2 separate regions of the Pan troglodytes genome follow, and region 2 is linked to region 1. A link is a contact called in public HiChIP or PLAC-seq data. All regions are on one chromosome and are shown on one strand. Each heading gives the region's core, a stretch centred on a gene start, on an enhancer-like site or on the middle of the called end of the contact. The rest is flanking DNA. Distances are from core to core; before and after follow the strand shown. Region 1 holds the start of IER5L (immediate early response 5 like). Region 2 overlaps PTPA (protein phosphatase 2 phosphatase activator).

Evidence for each region. HiChIP or PLAC-seq counts read pairs in DNA pulled down with a chosen protein or histone mark.
Region 2: a contact with region 1 is called in an H3K4me3 HiChIP or PLAC-seq map of stem cell-derived excitatory neurons, with 7 times the contacts expected there. The contact joins the enhancer-like site here to the promoter of IER5L in region 1. A contact is called at or near these places in 4 of 7 Hi-C or Micro-C datasets (blood, induced pluripotent stem cells and stem cell-derived neural progenitor cells), 1 of 1 datasets of contacts at active chromatin or transcription factors (stem cell-derived excitatory neurons) and 1 of 1 other capture datasets (stem cell-derived neural stem cells).

The regions. Positions count from the first base shown.
Region 1 is chr11:9,278,798-9,283,308 of NHGRI_mPanTro3-v2.0_pri, reverse strand. IER5L (immediate early response 5 like) reads right to left here and starts at 2,042. Exons shown (of 1, transcript XM_016946388.3): 1 at 1-2,042. The coding sequence starts at 1,833. The coding sequence ends at 625.
Region 2 is chr11:9,317,654-9,322,164 of NHGRI_mPanTro3-v2.0_pri, reverse strand. PTPA (protein phosphatase 2 phosphatase activator) reads left to right here. Exons shown (of 11, transcript XM_016961826.3): 9 at 193-293. Among named protein-coding and RNA genes, the nearest start is that of CRAT, 28 kb to the left of the region's middle. Within about 2 kb of position 2,679, at least 22 of the 24 cell types and tissues checked have an H3K27ac peak or open chromatin away from gene starts, as enhancers often do. A contact at or near this core is called in induced pluripotent stem cells, stem cell-derived excitatory neurons, stem cell-derived neural progenitor cells and 1 more, where this site is marked.

The sequences.
Region 1 (4,511 bases), core at 793-3,292:
AAAAAGTTGAAGTGTTTTCATTTCTGCCTTCTCATTTTGAGAACTTTGGAGTCCGCCCCCAGAGAGGAAATGTGACCCAAACGTCCCTTTCGGAGATAGAGTTTGCCTTTGTTTTTGCTCAGAATTTCACAAGACCCATTCCTCACCCCACAGAGGGACTCGGGAGAGCGTTCAACGTCGGGCTTCCCGGGTCTGACAACTGATTGGAATCGGCTTCCCAGGTCCGGCGCCCTCCTGCGCTGCGCCCCCGGCGCGCCCCGGCGGCCAGGGCGCCCTGCCTCGCCCCCGGCTGCCCGGCACCTCCTCCGGGCAGCAGCCCTCCCTCACGTGGTAGGCTCCTCGCTAAACACCACTGCAATCACTACAATAAAAAGAAAAAAGGAGTAGGAGAAACACAAAGCATACTTAAATAGGCGCTTTTTCTCTCTGCAAAAATAAAGTCCAAGATTTTAGATTTTTTTTTTTATTTTACAATTTATAAAACATCAGCCGCCTGCCCCCGCTCGCCCCCAGCTCAGCCCCGAGTGGCCCGGCGCCCGCTCGTTCCCTCCTCTCGCCCCTTTGCCGAGTCTTTGTCTGGCCCCAGCCCCGCGGGGCCCCGGGTCCCTGTGCCCTCGGGGGTCCCTAGAAGGCGACAATGGCTCGAGTCCAGGCGCCGAGGCTGGCGAGCGCCTGCTTGGCGCACAGCTGCCCGTTGAGCGGCGGCGGCTGCTCCGAGGAGTCCGGCTGTCGGCTCACCAGCCCCGAGAAGCCGGAGCCAAAGATGGAGATCAAGTTTGAGATGTTGGACGCGTCCGGGGACGAGTCCGGGCAGAAGTCCTCGAAGCGGGCGCGCTTGCAGGGGGCGAACGGGGCGCCCCCGGGGGGCTCGGCCCCCAGCTCGCCCGCGTCCTCCTCGTCGTCTTCCTCCTCCTCCTGGCCAGGGTAATACTTGCGCTTGCAGCCGGCGGCGGACGCCAGGCCCGGTCCCGGAGCGCCCTGGCCACAGCAGGGGCAGTGGGCGGAGGCGCAGCAGTCCTGGTGCAAGTAGCCGTTCTCCACCGTGGTCACCACGTGAGTGTCTAGGTCCAGCACGGTGGTCTGGCTGCTGCAGTGCAAGCCGAAGTCCGAGGGGGTAGGGTATGCGCCCCGGTAGAAGCCGGGGGAGGAGGCGGGGGCCGGGGAGGCGGGCGGAGAAGCGGCGGCGGCCGGAGGGGCGGCCCCTGGGGGCGCGGAGGGCGCGGAGCAGGCGGCCGGGGCGCGAGGGTCCCGCGGGCAGAGCGCAGCGGGCGCGGGCGGCGGCAGCGGCAGCGGCGCAGGACCCGGCTGCAGAGGCTCCAAGGGCTGCCCGCGGTGGGGCGCGCCGTGCGGCGGCTGGAGCGCGGCGCACCCGGGCAGCTCCGAGAGCGCCCCCGCGCCGCCCGCGGGCGCTCCGGCCGCCGCCGCCGCCGCGCAGCCCCTGGGCGCCGGGTGCTGGTGCTGGTGCAGCTGCTGCTGGAGGTGCAGCTGGTGGAGCTGGTGCAGCTGGTGCCGGGCGGCCGGCTCGCGCGCCTCCGCGTCCCCGCCGCCGCCAAGTTGGAGCGGGCCGAAGTCGGCCGCGCTGGCCGGCATGCCCGGCGCCGCGTACGCTAGGTGCTGGTGCTGGTGGTGGGGCGGCTGCTGCTGTTGCTGCTGCTGCTGGCGCCGGTAGAGCTCGGCGTAGCGCTCGCTCAGGTAGAGCTGGCGCGCGTTGCGGAGCACGTAGGACACCAGGAGGTTCTTGTGCAGCTTGATGCCGCCGCGCTGGGTTCGGGAGCTGTGGATCTTGCGCAGGGAGATGCTGATCAGGCTCTGGGCGTCCAGGGCGCACTCCATGCTCCCGCGGAGACGGCGGCGGAGCAGCCGCCGCTGCTGCTGCTGTTAACGCTTCTGCTGTTTCTGCCTCCAGCCGGCCGCCGGGGCGCGCCGGGCAGGGGTAACGGAGTCCGGGTCAGAGGTTCGGCTGCGCTCCGAAAGGAGCCGCCACCATGCGCCGCGCGCCACCCGCGGGCTCGCGCTCCCCAGACGGCGCCAAAGCAATGAGTCTCGGCCGGCCCCGGCCCCAGCTATTTAGCCGGGTGCCCCGGCCCCGCCCCACATGAGAAGAGCCAATAGGAGCTCTGAGAGTCTCCTGAGTGACAGGCGCAGCCCGCCCCGGGGCTACTCGGCTGGCCAATCAGACCAAGGCGGTTCCTTTGTGCTATTCAAATACCGAACGGACCCCCGGCCTCCAACGCCGCTGCTGCCTCGAATGTTCTCCTGGGGCTGCCGCGCCGCGCGGGACTCGGAGCCTCCGGGGCCGCAGTCTGCAGCATAGGTCGCCTGGCAGCGGCCACGTTGAAGCCCGCGGCTGCCCTCGCCTTAGGTCCCGGGAGCCGGGGGTCGGCTCACCTGAGTGCTGCGGCGACGGCTCCTCCCCTTGCCGCACGGCTGGGCCTCACCTGCGGCAGGTGCGCGCCGCTCATCGCTTCCCCGGCCGCGCGGCGCCTCCACCTGCGCACCTGTCGCCCCCCCGAGTGACCCGCGGGAGTCAAGGCCTCTCTACAGGAGGCTGGTGGAGCCGCCGGCTTGACACTGGGGAACATCAAAGGAGCGAGGTTTTGGGGGTACCCTCTACCGCAGAGAATGTAGGGCCTGACTCCTTGACTTTTTGGTCGCGGGGCCTCTGGGAATGCTTGCGGAAGGGAAGTCCTCCCCATTTGTCTGACAGGAAAAACCAAAACATCGTGAATTTTGACCTTCTCTGATGGAGAGAGTTCCGAGGCCAGGCATGACCCAGGGAGTGTGTGGACCTCGCGACCAGCTGAGGCTCAAAGGCGTCCTGAGAGCCGAAACGCTGAGTGCCCTAATCACCAGCTCTGTAACCTTTCCTTTCGTGCCTAACTAATAATAATGACAATAGGGACTATTATTATGGGCCTAATATGGGGCAGGCCCTTCCCAGCAACTCCCCAATGCCTCACTCTAACGTTTGTAGAGGAGGGGCCTGAGGCTCGGAGGAGTGGAGTGACTTGGGGAACCACACAGTTCCCAGGGGGCGGAGCTAGGAGCTGGGACAGGACCCTGCGCTCCAGACGGGAGGTGAATACCAAAGGCCCGGGGACTCACCGACTTAACTTCTGTTGACACAGCTTTCCTTCTTATCCTGAACCCTTCAGGTCCCAGCTGGGGACTGAGACAGTGGGAGAAGAGAGGGACAGGATTGCTGATTCCTGGGGGCGCTCTATCTGGACCAAGAGGCCTGAAGGGGGCTGGTTGCTGCTCCCAGGGGTTTCAAAGGTGCCTGGGGTGGGGGCTGCCCAGACAGCTCTGGAGGCTCTTGGAAATGGTCTGGAGGTTGGCCTGAGGAGGGTCCATGAGTGGATCCCTGAAGGATGAACGAGGTCTGCAGAGTCTCCCAGAGATAGGTGGACCTTGTGGGGCTGGACTCAGGGGAGGCCCATGACCAGACGTCCTGCTGCTTCACCGCCTCCTCAGGGGATCTTCTGAGTCTCTGCTTTTTGGGGCTTCCTTCTGAGTTCTCAGCACCTACTTCATCCCTTGGCGGGAGTGGAGAGACCCACTAGCCCACCCTGTGGTCTCTGGGTCTTTCTTTAGTCTTAAGAATTTCCAAGATTTCTGCAAAAGTTTCTTAGCATCTACTCCATGCCAGGCGTTGAGAGTGAAGACAGAGTTAGCGGGTGTTTACTTCATTTTTCCGATGAGGAAACTCGGACACTGACAGCGTGAGACTTGCCCAAGATCACATGGCCCCAGGGCTGGTGCTGTGTCCTTTCCCTTGGCCCCCTCGAACAGTCTCAAACGGTTTGGGCCCCTGTGACCAACAGCACCTCTCCAGGCCTCCTCCCAGAGAAGCCAGGATTGAAATTTCAGGGGACTTCAGATAAAGGATGTCCTACCTACATTTTATTGGTGATACAGACCTACAGGCTGTGGAACTTGCTCAGGTGATAACACGTAGAAGTAAAAATACACTGCCCTTCACTTCCCTGGTGCCTGTCTTAAAGGCACACAAAGACTTTATTTATGGCCGGGCGCGGTGGCTCACGCCTGTAATCCCAGCACTTTGGGAGGCCGAGGCGGACAGATCACGAGGTCAGGAGATCAAGACCTTCCTGGCTAACACAGTGAAACCCTGTCTCTACTAAAAATTACAAAAAATTAGCTGGGCGTGGTGGCGGGTGCTTGTAGTCCCAGCTATTTGGGAGGCTGGGACAGGAGAATGGTGTGAACCCGGGAGGCGGAGCTTGCAGTGAGCCCAGATGGCGCCACTGCACTCCAACCTGGGCAACAGAGCGAGACTCCGTCTCAAAAAAAAAAAAAAAAAAAGACTTTATTTATTTATGTTTGAAGTTCACCTTTGAGACATCACTAGCATGCAGAGGGATCTGGGAGCTCTTACCGGCTTTACAGCTGTGAGGACTCCGTATGCAACAGTGAAGTCTGGGATCCACAGTGTCTGGCACACTGCAAGCCCACAGCTCCAGAAAATATTATCAGCACTGATTTTGGGT
Region 2 (4,511 bases), core at 1,430-3,929, 38 kb before region 1:
CCAACGCCATGCAGCTAGAGCTTAGCACATTAGAATACACAAACCCAGAGTCATTTATTGCTCCTTCAAGGTGAGGTGTTGAGGGCACCACGGGCAGGACTGAGGCCCCTGGGTGGGTGTGACTGCTGGGCCGGGTTGCCCAGGTAGTCGTGGGGCCTGGTTCTGAACGCTGGGGCCCATTCCTTTTCCCAGACCACCCATACCTGGAGCCCAGACACTTTGTGGATGAGAAGGCCGTGAATGAGAACCACAAGGACTACATGTTCCTGGAGTGTATCCTGTTTATTACCGAGGTGAGGAGGAGGGGTGAGAGAGAAGCCCATGGCTGCCTCCAGGCTCAGATGAACCAAGGCTGGTGGCCTTACAGTGGATCAGAAGAGCCAGAGCTGCTGCCCAAAATGGCAGGGCCGGCCGGAGTGGGTTATTGAAAAGGAAGCACCACTGGGCCTCTTCCGAAAGAGCCGCTGCTGACTGTCAGGTCCTCCGCCCAGTTCTCCTTCAGTTTCTCCTGAACACCACAGGAGTCTCGAGATGAGGGTCTAAGACTTGGTCACTAACTGGCCTTGGTGACTGCTGCAGCAGGTCTGAAAGGGTCAGGGCGGGCGGAGGTTTGTGGGGGAGGGTCAGCATCTTTCGGTGGGGCCCCACAAGGGTCTGTAGAACCATGTGCTGTGGATGTGTAAAATGAAACCACCAGAGGAGATGGAGCAAACTTCTGGTGCAGACAGCTTTTCTGTCGAAGGGACACGTCTCTGTCAGTGCCTGAGGACGGGGGCCCGAGCAAAGTGCTGGAGTGGGAGTGCGCAGGCCTGGCCTGTGGTGGCAGTCACTGGACAGCCAGCCCCACGGCTGGGTTCTGGAACTGGAAGTTATTGTCTCACCAAGGCAGGATTCCTTGCAGTGGGCCCTGGACCACTTGTGCGAGATCTCCTAGGGTGTTTGTTAAAACGCACATTCCTGGGCCCTCCATCCCAGCTTATTGCATCAGAATCTTAGGGGACAAGAGCCAGGAACCTGCATCTAAACACAGCTGCCAGGCGACTGCACAGGAAAGCTGGGGATCCTCTGCTCTCTGGACCTCTCTTGAGGGAGGTGTTAGGACTTCTCATCCTCTCTGCCATCCCCATGCCCCAGTTTCCAAAGGGCGCCCTCGCTCAGCTATCTGGAGAGGGTTTGATAGTTCTATCCCTCCTCAGTCCCTTTCCCGACACCAGCACGGATGTCTGCTGCCTCAGTGAGGTCCCTAGCAGGCCTGTGGATGCTGGCCACGGGGGCTGCTCTCCGTCCGGGCTGTGTATTCTGAGCCCCCGACGAGGTGGAGAAAGCTGGGTTATAACCAGCAGCCTTGGCTCCGGGCTCTTCCTGGTCAACATTCGGCTCAGGCTTCTGCCAAACTCCAGAGGCCAGAGGGGAATGACACATTTTTTCCAAGTCAGCAAATGGAGCTGGGACTGACGGCTGGGCGGCCACCACTTCATTCCCGGAGATCTGCTGCCTTCAGCAGTGTGGCAGGCCCAAGGTCGGGAGGACTTGGGGGCAGCCTGGCTCACTGCCTTGAAAGCCAGTCACGCGCTGCTCTCTGTGGAGTGGAATGTGGGGGTCTGCGGAGCCCTGGGGGACCTCAGGATAAGCTGGAGGAGCAGGGTGGGAAGAAGGGTGCAGATGCCACACTGAGTTCTTGGGTGTGGCTGAAAGGCTGAGCTGTTTGGGCTCCCCTGGCGGCTGGCCAGGCCTCTGGGTCCCTGTCGATATTCTAACTAGGAGGCATGCCAGGCCTGGCCTCCAGGATTTTGGGAATTGATTCCATGGTAAAATTTTGTCTTTAGTTGGGTGGTTGATTTTGTTGGTATAAACACCCCAAAAGCTTTTCCAAAGTTTGGGACCCAGTTCCTCCACTAGAGGAAATCTCAAAGTAGTCACTAGGTGGCAGGAGAGGCACACTGAACTTGGAGAGGGTTTGGTGACATTTATTTGAGGCAGCAGAAGGAACAGGGAGGGGAGGGCGTGCCTAGAGTTGTTGGCTGTTCCGCACCTTCTCCACAGGTCCGGGTTTTCACTTTGGGTCTAGGCTCTTGGGCATGGTGTTCAACAGTAGACCCTAGGAGGAGTGTGCCCAGGAGCCGGGGTGGCTGCAGCAAGGGCCCATCTTGCCACGTGGCCGCTGGTTGCAGCACACGTTGTGTTGGTTCTCCAGAGCGCCCACCCTCTTCCACCTCGGAGCAGTGAGCAGCATTTTGCAGCCCCTAGTTGGTGAGTGGCCTGGCCTAGCTCACTCGGGACCTGGAGGCTTGCATGGAGTTCTGTACGCCTTGCTTGGGAAGGAGGCAGTGTTTCCTCTGGAGACCCTGGATTCACCATGGTGCTCTTTTAACTGGGAGATTAAATAAAACACCAAGAACTTGGGAGTGGAATCAGGCAGCCCTTTCAGGGTCTCATGCCAAGACTGCCCTGATACCTGTGGGCATCCTAGGTGAGGGACCCCACCTTGCAGGGCCTCTACAGCCTCTGTAAATGCAGCCCTGGCGCCTTTAAGAGCCCAGGGCAGGCAGGAAAAGAATTTCAGTTTCAATCTGGCTTCTAAATTTGGAGTTTTGGGAAGGGAGGGATCAGATTTCAGCTGGAAGGGAAGGAGCTGACAGGAAGGCGCTGTGCAGAGCCTCCCCACCCCCGCCCATCCCCCCAGTTACTGACAGAGGAGCCATTTACAAAAGGCCGATTCTCTGGGGAGTGGAGAGGCAGGAACGCAGCGTCTGTGAGTAATTTCCTGCTCAATATGGCTGCTCTGACTCACACGATTCCCCTGGGGTCACTGCGGGCTGCAGCTCGCTCGCTCATTCTGGTTCTTTCTCTTCTCCCTTTGTGGCTAGAATGAGCTAATTTTTTTTTTGTCATCCAGCCCCGATTCCTTTTTCCCCCACTCGTCTGTTTTCCTTTGCCAGAGTTACAGGCAAAGGACTGTAACCTCCCTGAAGGACTTAGGGAGACCCTGGGGTACTGAAGGCCTGGGGGGCAGCCTGCAGCCCCTCCAAAGAAACTACCTCTCTGGCCTTTCTGTGTGTAGGGGCCCAGGGCCACTGGAGCTCCAGGACATGGGCCTAGCCCTGGCTCTGCCAGAGGCCTTTTGAGGATCTGTTCTTTGGCCCTGGTAGGTGAGGCTGGCCAGGAGGCAGGGGCTCTTGTCTTCCAGTGCCCATCTGCCTGCCTTTGCCTCGGAGCCCTTGCCGGGCAGGCCCCTGGCAGACAAAGCCGACAGGGTGCCTCCTGGTTGCTTGCTCAGAGGGCCCTGTCCAGAGAGTGAAACTGGTTACACAGCTTCATGCTCCCTGAGCTTTCCCGGGCCTGGAAGTGTGCACAGGGCTGGAGCCTGCAGACTGGGGAAGGGGTGGGGTAGGGGCTGGGGGTGGAGTGTGGTTGAGCAGGGCAGTTGAAACAAAGCTCCCCAGAGGTGAGGCCCCTGTGGGCTGGGGGTGCCTGGCTGCCCTCCTGGAGGAGAGAGCTTGGGGTGATTCTGAGTGAAGCCAGTGGTCCAAGACAAGGCCCCCAGGGACCAGAGTGGGCTTTGTCTCTGTCGGGTGCCTCGGGCTCTTGCCTGGCTGTGGTGGAGCCTGGGAGAGAAGAGGAGGGGAGGGAGGAGCCTGTTGTCCTTGCTCCTATACATGGGTGTTTGGATGGGCTTTTTGGGAACCTGGGCCAGGGGAGGGAAATGAGGGGGATAAAATGACAGGTTTTTTTTGACTTAAATCTTAAAAGTTTTGTCACAGTTGCCCTTACTAGAGAAGTAAGAGGCCTGCCAGGAGTGGGTCACCAGGTGGCAGCCCGTGGCTCAAGAGTGGGGGCTCCTGAGGGCTCTTGTGGTGAACTGATGCCCCTTTTTGGAGAGCGTTTCTGGCTTATCTTTTCTCCTTCAAAAAATAACCCAGCCTCCCCTGACACCCGCATGTTTCTAGAACCTTCCAAGTCTCTGTTTCTTTGCCAGATTCAGCCTCTTTGCAGAGTCTTCCCTCTACAGCATGGGTCTGGGGTGCAGAGCCCTGTTCACCTGTAAATGCTGCCTATGAGCTGGGGGGCTGTGTCGAGGGGAATTATGAACTGCTTGGTTAATAAATACAAATGTGCTGGACTCGCAGTGTCGGGGATATGCTCAGGCACACAGGCGTCCCTCTGTGGTTTCTGACGTCATGGGAACTTCATGCTGGCTGCAGAATCTTTCTCTTCCTTCCTGGAGGGTCAGACTCTTTGGCAAGAGGGAGGACCAGGAATGGAGCCGTCCTTGTGCCTGCCTCTTTCAGCTGCTGTGGCGGCCACCCCTTCCCCACCTCCTGGCCAGGCCAGGCTGGCTGCTGCTTCAGGCACCCCTGCCTCCCATCGGCCCTCTCTTCCCTGCCTGCATGGCAGGCAGAGGGCTGTCGGATACCTGGGTTTGGTCATACCCACCTTGGTCCTCTTGCAAATTGACCCTTTCCTCATCTCTTCTAGCTCTGCTGGTGGCAGGTGCAGACCACGTGTCCTGT